Regions from separate parts of the Anas platyrhynchos genome. Here region 2 is linked to region 1. Evidence: chromatin contacts called from public Hi-C data. All regions are on one chromosome and are shown on one strand. The core of a region is the stretch at or near the end of the contact, and the rest is flanking DNA. Distances in the headings are between cores, read along the strand shown.

Region 1 (5,268 bases), core at 1,295-3,794:
TTCTGGCTATCGCCAGGTCAGGTGCCAGTATCTGTCTCTAGGCACAGTCTAACTTAACAAGGCAGGTAAGAGGTTAGCTCAAAATCAAAGGAGAAATTAAACAAGGGGAAAATATTTCCAATCTTGCTGTTTGTCATTGACCTCTGTGTGTGAGTTTGGAAAAGTGACAGAGCTCAGAAAGATTGGATATTGGAAAGGGCTGCAACTCCTCTGTCTGAGATGAATCATCTGCTAAAAATGCTTAGTTCTATCTATGGCTAAAAAGTGAATTTGGATTAATTCTGATTATACATTTTTCTGTGTAGGTATTGTGTTCAGTCACAGCAATCTCCCTTCTCCTGTCATAAGTGACAAAACCTTTAGAAAATTAAAATAAAAATGTATAGAGTTTGAAGGAAAAAAAATAAAAATTAAAAAATAAAAACTTCTCAAAACACTACATTGTTTTTCCTTACTTGGTGTGTGTAGACAAGGTGGAACACAGTACAAGTAACTAAGTACAATAAGGATATTTTTTTTCAAGAGTTCTTAACTAACTTAAATATCTTTTTCAAACTCAACCCTGATCCTTCTGAGCCCAGGTTTAAGTGAAAGTAAGCAACACTTATCCTGCTACATCAGGGCCCCAAGTTGTATGGATTCTAGACCTTTTCAGAGAGAGGAATCTGTTCTGCCCCTCTTCAGGGCAGAGGGAGGATACAATTCTCCAGGTCACAGGGAGATGGCAGATGTGTCATTTCAGACAGAAACAGGGCTTGTGAAGCCACACTGTCACCACCTTTTAAAACACTTTAAGCAGTAACATAGAAATGTTATAGATAGAGTTGCATCTTAAAAATCTTGTTTCCCACGCATTTCTTGAAAACTGGTGACCAGATAGTTGCAGCATAGGGCAGGCCTGGGAGAGCTAGGTGCTCCAGAGTTGTGGTTTCCTGGTGCTAGAGAAGGGAGGGGAAATGCAGGGGATGGTGCATGCTGCTGCAGAAAGGGACCATTACTTCTGCTGCCACCACCTTCTCCTTCCTCCCCAACAGTGGCAAAGGCAACCACACTTTGATAATGTAGCAAATGAGTCATACCTTATTTACTGCTCCCATCTATGTATTTCTTAGCAACTCTCTATTTTGCTGAGAGCCACCTCTGTCTGTCACAGATAGAATGATTTTTTATATATATAGTGTGTGTATATTTATTTACTTATTTATTTATTTTTTACAAAAATTGCATTTAGTAGCAAGATTTATGGCTTTAGGAAAAATTACAGGAAAATAAAAGAAAACCTGAGAGAAAGAAGGTAAAATCATCAAGAGACACTGCCTGTCAATATGTATGTCTTCATCTCTGTTCAGCCTCAGTTATACAGTCTGCCCACATGTAAATAATTCCAGTTCCTCCAGCTGTTCCTTTACTCCCATGTGGGGAATAGAAAGGCCACAGGGTTCACAACACAGTTTGCACTCCTGTAGCCATGGCACAGCAGGATCAGATAGGGAAAAATCCAGAAGTGTGTAGAACCAGTGTGATTCTCCGTTTAAGACAGTCTTTGAAATCCATGGATGTTGCAGGCCTTTCATCTCTCCCACTTTAGCCCCATAAATTTATGTCCTTTCAATGCAGCTATTGCCTTACTTGAAATGGAAAGGCAAAGCAAAACATTCAGTGGCAAGAAAGGCAGATCATAAGCAGTAACTGATGGCAGTTTTCAGGCACACGTCAGTCTGGCATGTTGATACCCATCTTCACCCGGTGGTCATTGCTGCACCACTTGAGCAGTACAGCTTGGCTTGTTCTGTTGATAATGTAAATCCCACAGATGAACTGAAACAGCCTGCCCTATGTGAGTAATAGAGGAATAAGTTGGCACTTGAGGGTTTCCTATTTCATGACAGCACTTGGCAGAGGCCTTGATTTTAGGCTTCTACTACGTAAGTGGTAAGTGGTAGTAGTACAAACACAAGTACTCCCTGTTACTTCTTTGCATATCTTGAACAGTTACTGATAATGGGTCACACATGAGCAAGTTTGTGAGAAAGGGAGAAGAAGACTTTGCTTATGTGGTTTTATACATTCACAGAGTGCTCTGAAATTCTCAGAACATTGCACTCCCCAGCTTGAATCAACATAGTGCAGGCAGTTGTATTTCTTACAGTTGTCTGTCTAATGAATAAGACATAAGATGTGGACATATTTATTTATTTATTTATTTATTATTAATATCATGATTAAAGGCAAAGAAGCAGCTTTTGGACTTGTGCTTGTAACAGTTTGTGATGGTTTTGTTGTTATTGTGGTTGTTACTGTTGTTTTTCCCAAGGCTGAGTTTGTGAAAGCAAGCCAAAGATATTGTGACAAGCCTAGGACTCTCTGAGGACATGCCACGATTCTTGCTCTGTTGTACAGCAGGATGTCTTAGGTGTTCAAGTCAAACGGAGAGAAATAGGAATCCCGGCCCTGTTGAAATGGCTGATGTACATGTACATGTAACTGTAGGAAGGAGCGAGAAAACCTAGCTTGTAATTGGGAAAGCCACCAGGGGAGGTCAGTGTCTCACAGAGACAGACCGGCATTCTCCCGTTCTCCACTGGGAAGCTTACGCCTACTATGGGCATTAGCTTCTCTGCATAAAAGAGGTGCGTGTGGCTCCCAACTACGTTTTCCCCCATTTATATATAGACCCAAGTGTCCTAAACAGCTCTGATAGCACACAGGCCTCTCCTACCTTCAGTTCTCCCTCAGTTTACTATATGTATTTTCTCCCATTGCTGTCTCCATAACTGATACTACTCATAGTATCAGTTAACAGTGACAAATGACTGTGGTCAGAGCAGAGTTGACAGCGATCAGGTGACAGTGTGGTCAGAGCAGAGGTCAAAAATCCGTGCCAGGACAACCAGGGTTACAGGATCAATATTTCAGATGCACTTCTCATCTCATCTACCGGCATCAGGTTTTTTTCTGCACAGTGCCAACCACAAAACTGGAAAATATGCTCAAGTACACATATGTATAGGTTCTATCCTGAAAGAGTGAAGAGGCATGGCTAACAGATAGTAGAGCCCGCCACTGGAAGGGTGAGTTTGACTCTCAGAATGGACTGAACCTGGCTGAGCTAGACTTTTCAAGTTTTCTGGGCTTAAGCAAGGAAGCCAAGATTTCAGATTTAGTGTCTGTGTTACTACAGCACAAGCTATACCATTAAAAGTCCATTCTGCATAATTTGTAGTTCATAGGTAGAATAGCTCAAAGTGGAGGGTACAGCTAGTATCCTGTGGATATTGGTCTAAAAAGGTTTCTCAAATCTACGGTTAATTCTCTAACCACTAGAAATAGCTAGGCTTTAAAGGGAAGTATCAGCTAGGACTGCATTTTTATTTATTTATTTATTTTTTTTAAAAAAAAAAAAGGATTTATTGTGCATACCTAAGTGATGTTTTGTGGTTTGAAAAGTGGGACCCATATCCTGCAGCCCCAGCTTGATGAATGCCTGAAACTGATATGTAATTAATCTTCACAAATTAAAAGCAATTCTTTGTCATAGCCACAAGACTAGAACAAGACTATATATGTGCAGGTACTGAGCTGGAGGCATGCATGTCCCATCAGATAAGCCTTGTCCTTTGAGAAGGCTTTGTGTATGGAGACCTCAGAGCACCCAGGGGGAAGCACGCTTTAGGTGGCAAAATATGGACCTTTATGTAGAGTGAGTCATCTAAATGTTTTTGTTGTCTATGGAGAGAAATGTGTTCCTCCAGGAAATGGTTCATCTCACTGTGGGCCCTAGAAGTGCCAATATTGCTCTACTAAGTGTAAAGGGTATGTAGGGTAACGTGTTACTGAGATGTAAACATCTAAGTTTAGGTGAAAGAAATCTCACCCACAGTTTCAGGAATGTAGGCCTTGTCAGAACCACAGTGCTGCTGGGTCTGGCCGGGAGCACCAGAACTTTCTAGCACCTGAAGGCCCTTTAGGATCAAACGCAGGTTTCAGGTGGCTCTGGAATCAAGCAGCACAAGTGTGGATGTTTCGGTTTAACTATATGCCATTCATCCTGTTTGAGAATAAGAAGAATAGAGATAAAACACTTTGAAATGTAAAGACACCTTTATGTTATATGCAAAGATTGAATGTTTTAAGACTCTTCCATAAACCAGACCAGTTTCAGAAAACATGTAAGCAAAGCAGCACCATAACACTGGAACCAAGCCTAAAACCCAAACCTTTGCTTGGGAGGGAAAATCAGATATGAATAAAACTTAACTCATGTTTTATCCAGTTTGCTAAGTGCTGATACTTGCTTTTTCCTCTCCTGCACGTGTTTGTGGCTCCAGTACCAGAAGTGCAAAAGGTCAGCTCCCCAACAGCTGAACTTTTAGTTTCACATGGACTTTGAGCGAAAATGAGGAAAGTCTGCTAGGGAAACATCTGCTTCTGCAAGCACTAGAAGTGCCAAGCACCCCCTTCAAGACACACAGCAACACGCTAAGATCTGCAGAGGTACATATAATTGTTCATGGCTGTGAGCACGTTCCCTGCCACCCCAGCACTGGGGTCTGCTGCCTGGGCTGGGGGTCAGCTTTGCAGCACAGCTGCCCTGGCCTTCCTGGCCAGGCCCAGAGCCTGCAGCAGTGCCTGGGGATGACCAGGCTGTGGCTGACCCTGGTCACTGTCCCCAGCCCAGCCTAGTTTGCCTCGCTAGGTCTGCAGAATGGGGCCGGCTGGAAGGGAGGCACTGCCCTGCTGGCCCTGAAGCTTTGGACTTCACCAGGTGAGAGTGATGACATAAACAAATTAGACACACACAAAACCTAAAAAGTACTTGGATAGCCCAGAGGAGAAGGAAGTGGATGGCAGTGGGTATATAAAACACAGACAGTGAGAGAAAGGTTGAAATAATTGTTTAGTCTGAAGAGATGTGCAAAGAGATGCTGTTGCAAAAGAGGAAATGCGTCTTCCATTTTCTGTGGACTTACAAACAGGCTTGAACCACATGTGAAACTCAGGGTGCTGCTAGAAAATTTCTGTCACAGCAAGCTGGGAGAAGAAGTTCATGAAGTTTGACAAGGCCAAGTAGAAGCTCCCGCACCCTGGGTTAGGGCAATCCCAAGCACAAATACAGTCTGGGCGATGAGGGGATTGAGAGCTGCCCTGGAGAGAAGGACTTGGCAGGATCCTGAACTGAACATAAGTTGGCACTATGCACTTGCAGCCCATAAAGCCAACTGCATCATGGCCTGCATCAGAAATAGTGTGGCACGCAGCACTAGGGAG
Region 2 (5,268 bases), core at 1,744-4,243, 68 kb after region 1:
CATCAAGTTAACAAAATCAACTCAGGTGGTAGAAATACAGCCTTAAGCAGTGGGGCATTGAAAGAGATTTTAATCTTTAATAGAATAGTTCTGTTTTTTCCCTAGCTTTCTGTTCAGCTAATGTGATAGGAAGTATATCATCTATTCAGTACTGTAGTGCTACTACAGTATCACTGTAATGAGGACTTGCAACCTGTGTTTGAAATGTACTGTATTTTAAGATTGTATATGTTTTATAACAATAAAATGTATTTGAATGCTACAGTTAATGCTTGCTTCAGCATAATCTGTTAATGCAGATGTTGTGGTAATTCATGTCTGTACACTGTTTCATTGTTTCTGTTCCTCAACTTTTACCCTGCAGAAAACCAGAGGAAGGAAGAATGCTCTCTTTAAACCAAGCTAGGTACATAGTCTTTTGTCTTCTGTGACATGAGACTTTGAGTACTGATTAAAACTGTGAGTTCATAATAAAAACATTAATCTACCTAACCATGTAAGGATGAAATCACTGTATCTGATCCTGTGGATCAGAGCTTTTAATAATTCACTTTATTCTTTGTTTTATTTTAAAGTTGTGGCTAAGATGAAATTGGTGGGAGTCAGTACCCCACCGATATGTGGGCAGTTTTTAAAGTGGTCATTTGGTTATTGTCACAGTCCCCATAAATCAGAGCAACTTAAGGACATCTTTCTCTGCTCTTGAGAAATGCTGAGTGTATGTGTGCATGCTGTGCTTTTTTGTTTGTTTTTGTTTTACTATTATAATATGTAGTTACTAATTTAAAACTTAATCCAGTGGTATCTGCTATACTGTACTCGAAAGGCAACCATATACTTCATTGGTGATACTGGTGCTTATAATGCTGAAAAGTATGCTACTTAATTAATTTTGCTTCAGTTTTTGAAAGGAACACAGCTAATTGTATTATAAACTCAAACTGAGATGCTTTTGACCAAAAAAATCATACATTTGTTTTTGACACTGCACATAGAAATAAGATAAATTAAGAAAAAAGTTTAAAAAAAAAAAAGAAAAAAGGAAAGAGGAGTTTCTAAATGTCACAGTTGTTTAAGTAGCCAAATTTTTTGAAGTAATTTCAAATCTGATTTAATTTCAATATTATGATTGCAGAAAAAGATACTTTGCCTTTAAGAAACACTTATTTTTATGCCAAAACATTGCATTACTCATCTCTCCCTTGACTCTGTGCTGCCTAAACTTGTCTGTGAGCAAATCTGGCAAGTAATTAATCAGGGTAAAATTCCACTGGGAAAGTTACTTGGTCAAGAAGCACCAATTGCCTGTTTGGTTCCATAAGACTGTCACATAAGACAGTAATTTATAAATAAAACTTTTTTCACTACAGTTTGCTCCAATTAAGATGAAGAGATATTCCCTTCCACCCCCACCTCCCTACACACCCCATCATCTAAGTGATTAACTGCTAGTGTTTTAGGAGAGGGGAGAAACACAGGAATTACTGTGCAAGCTGATAGTATCAGCTAGTTGGTTAAAAATTAGTTTTGTAAAAAGAACTTGAGAAAAGTCTGAAACTTCATGCACCTAAGTATGTCCATGGAGTGAAAGGAACCATTTTTGTACTCAAATTCCTGCTTAAACTATCTTTCAATATATTCTGAGTAAAGAAAAATATCTGTTGCTCTTGAAGTTAAATGTGTGATGCATTTGTTTTCTTCAAGTAAGCTAGTAGCTGCAGAACTACTTTGTCATGTCAAATCCACGTGACAGTACAGCTTTTCTTACTAGCCTTCCAGATGCCAACACGGAGTCTTTTGCAAGGTACTGAATGTTGACTATTTAGTCCAGAAGTCTACCTCAGTGAGATGGCCAAGTAACTGTTAGTTTTGTTACAGTGGTGTAAATGTGGTACAAATTCGAAAGCCTTCCTGATATTATATAGACAGGTTGAAGATTGAGACTAACTCTGTCTGCATGCTGCCATTGTGTTCATGCTTAGAAGGTAAAATAATGAAGCCTGGAGATCATGCCTGGATAGATTACTGTGACCTGGTGTCTGTTTGTGAATTATATATGTCAGTAGGCATTTTTACTTGGATATGGTTCAAGTCTTCAACATTTTATCTTTGTATCTAGCATGCAGACTGGCTCACCTGGTCAAAGGGTGGAGGAAACACCCTGGCTCTTGTGCCAAGAGATCTTCTTGCCAGGGCTTGCTTTTCACAAGAAAGTTCAAGCAGTACTTATTTGGTAACTGAGCTCTTGTCCACACCCAAAAATCTCTGTCTTTCTCTTTCATATGCAAGCTAGCTGACCTGGACAATTGGACAAAGCCTAAGAGCTGCCTATACTCAGCAGCCTGCATCTTTGCTGCAAAACTTGCAGTGCTTTCCCACTATCCCTGCATAATATGCAGGTCTATCGAATGTGAATTCTTGAATCAAGCTGTTACTGTACTCTATTTAGTTCAGACCTCTCAGTATAATTTTTCCAACAGCCATTCTAATTATACACATCTGAAAAATAGCACTGTGCTCATACATTTTAACACTTGCTGGCATCTTCTCCACGGTTACCAAGCGTTCTAGTCATGCAGACCTTTAGGTTTGATGTGTGATATGGAAATCATGTGTTGCAATTTAAGACCAAAGCTGGTTATGTGGGTTCAGACTGCCTGGGTGTTACACCATCTGGAGTCTGAAGCAAGTCAGATCCTTCACCAAATGAACTTTCCTGTGGTCTAGGGGCTGATCCAGATTCAGACTTTGCCCTACAGGCAATATGGCTGCAACAGGCTCAGAAATGGGAACGAGCTATGCCACTACAAGGCAATTTCACATTGCCATGACTCTATCCAGGCCTGAACTTATAGCATTGTAATTATTTCCATAAAAATTAGAAACCCCAAACTGTAACTCTAGCATATGCTTTTTAAACAGCAGAACTCAGTATGCTAGAGGCTGAATTGGCCCAGTCCTTCTTGCTCTTGGCTTTTCGTTTCTGGCCTTGGGCTATATCTTATCTTTTGTCAGCATAAGCATTGGTGCAGCTGCTGTGAGCCACATCAGAGACATGATTTAGTTTAAAATTACTTACATATAGCGTAGTTTAGTTTTAACTCAGATATGTTCACCATTTCAGTTCACCAGACAGCTGCACCAATATTTGTGCTGACAAAAGGGGAAGAGAAGGAGACAGTGTGAAAGTGGAAACAGGGATCGAAGTACAAGAGAAAGGTGGGACAACTTATTTCAGCAGCAATGCTAAAAGTGCTCTGAGCAGGGAGTTAGACTAGATGTACTCCAGAGATGCTGTCCAACTTCAACTATTTTGTGATTCTGTGGAATAGACACACATACCCAAATTCTCCCTGCATCAAAAATGGTGATTTTTAGCAGCCATGTAAATCTGAAGATGCTTGAAGGCTACAGTTACCTCTGCTTCCAACTGGTGGTTCCAGGCACCCTTAGTCCTCCTGGCCTGCTCAGAAACCAGCTGGTCTGAATGGGATGCAGGTTGTGTTGTATTGCACATGCATCCCATGGGCTACCACACGTATGAACCAGTCTATATGAATCCAGTGTGTTCTCAGGACATCCCGGCCCAGCCAGTGTTGGAACTAAACATGTCAGCAGAAGTTGCCACTTTTAATACTTAAAGGAGATGGCTGTTGATAATGCTGATGTTGTCCTCAATTATGAGCTTGCAAAAATGTATGCAGTTATTTTTTGTGACTGCAAAGTAATTCCAAGTCTCTCCCTAAGGCATCTGATGAAATAGATTCACTTGGGCAAATCACCGTTATCTTCAAGGGCAGTGTAGCTAGGTCACTGGTAGTGCAGTTCTCTATGCAAACGATGTCTTCTGTTGTTTACAAGAAAAAAGGCTCAAGTTCAAGTGGAGAGGAATAATTTACTTCAAACTCAACTTCAGTAACGTGGAAGGTGAAGAGGGAAACCATTAAAAGAAAAACCAGTATCTTTCTCTACAATGTGGTGTATCATCCAAATACTGCTTGCTTTAATCCATATACGCAAGGCCCAGTTCATAAAATGTAAACAGAGATAGTAAGACTCTAATGTGGTTCATTCTAGTTCATTTGTATTCCTCTTATGACTCTCATTGTTTATGGGAAAATGTAATATGTTAAGAATTGCAAGTGATTTATTTTGAATTGTTTGCTTATATAATGCAGGATGCTTTAACGTTCAGGAAGCAGAAAGGCATGAGCAGGAGCCTGAGCTGATACTGAATATGTCAAAGTGCTTACAATGCACTGTATGTACTCTGTTCTGCATAAGCAATTCTCCGGTTACAAAGTAAATTGCATTAATTAAAATTATCACAACAGAAACTCTGAAAGTTTTGCTTGACAGAGAAATTATAATGGAATTACTGCCTTCTGTGTTAACACTGTCTCGTGCTGCTTTTTTACCATGTCTGAGTGTCTAAATTGTCAATGCCAGGTCTCTGTCCTCACAATCTAGCTGTCATTAATGCAACAGGAATGTGTTGTCCTTGCAGAAAAATCCCTGTTCCCTTCACACCTGTCTTTCTCAGTTTTGAACTTTTTCTATGTAGCTCTCTCTATTATCAGAAAACAAACTTTTTTTGGAGGTTCTGATAGTCCTACTCTTCAGGTTAATGGAAAAGGAGGTGGTAAATTTAATACATCTCTGATCAAATCATGCTTTAACATGGAAATGAAGTGCATGAAACCCTTGCAGAACTGTTTGAAGAATGCTGTATCTGAGTTGCTGAAACTGGGAAATAGAGTACTAACACACTAAGGCCTGTCCTGTGACAGGCAGAAGAGTTTCACACTTTCAAATCCAAATTTTGATATAGATATTACAACTTAAATGGGGAATTAGAGATTCCTGTGATGGGACAGTTTAGAAGAAGCTAGACTAGTTTCAAATGTAGTACAAAATTTTACTCAGTTGACTGCCATTAAAAAGATGCCTTGCCAGTCATTATCACTACATATATATGTATATTAAAAATAAAAAAAAAAGTTAGCCCTTAATAATCATACCTGTGAGTATGTGATACCAAAACTGCAGAGCGGAAGCCCTGCAATTAGTGCTGCTGGCTGCCCTCCATGGCAGTTCTGGTCCCAGTAGTCACAGTGGGGTGGCTTGGGAGCTCTTGGACAGGCAAACCAGGATGGAAGTGTCTGGAAGTGTTCAGCCCCTCCCTCAAATCAGAATCTTGTCCTGTCATAAGGTGTCTTAGATTCCAGGCAGTTCTTAGCCCTTGGTCTGTTGCCATGGACTTTGGTA

Evidence for each region. A called contact is a pair of places that touch in the nucleus more often than the background predicts.
Region 2: a Hi-C map of skeletal muscle shows a contact between it and region 1, with 5 times the contacts expected there. The contact joins two enhancer-like sites. A contact is called at or near these places in 2 of 8 Hi-C or Micro-C datasets (liver and skeletal muscle).

The regions. Positions count from the first base shown.
Region 1 is chr1:104,461,132-104,466,399 of IASCAAS_PekinDuck_T2T, forward strand. No RefSeq gene overlaps it. Among named protein-coding and RNA genes, the nearest start is that of CXADR, 32 kb to the right of the region's middle. Within about 2 kb of position 2,545, at least 2 of the 8 cell types and tissues checked have an H3K27ac peak or open chromatin away from gene starts, as enhancers often do.
Region 2 is chr1:104,528,473-104,533,740 of IASCAAS_PekinDuck_T2T, forward strand. CXADR (CXADR Ig-like cell adhesion molecule) reads left to right here. Exons shown (of 8, transcript XM_038186900.2): 8 at 1-269. Among named protein-coding and RNA genes, the nearest start is that of CXADR, 36 kb to the left of the region's middle. Within about 2 kb of position 2,994, at least 1 of the 8 cell types and tissues checked has an H3K27ac peak or open chromatin away from gene starts, as enhancers often do.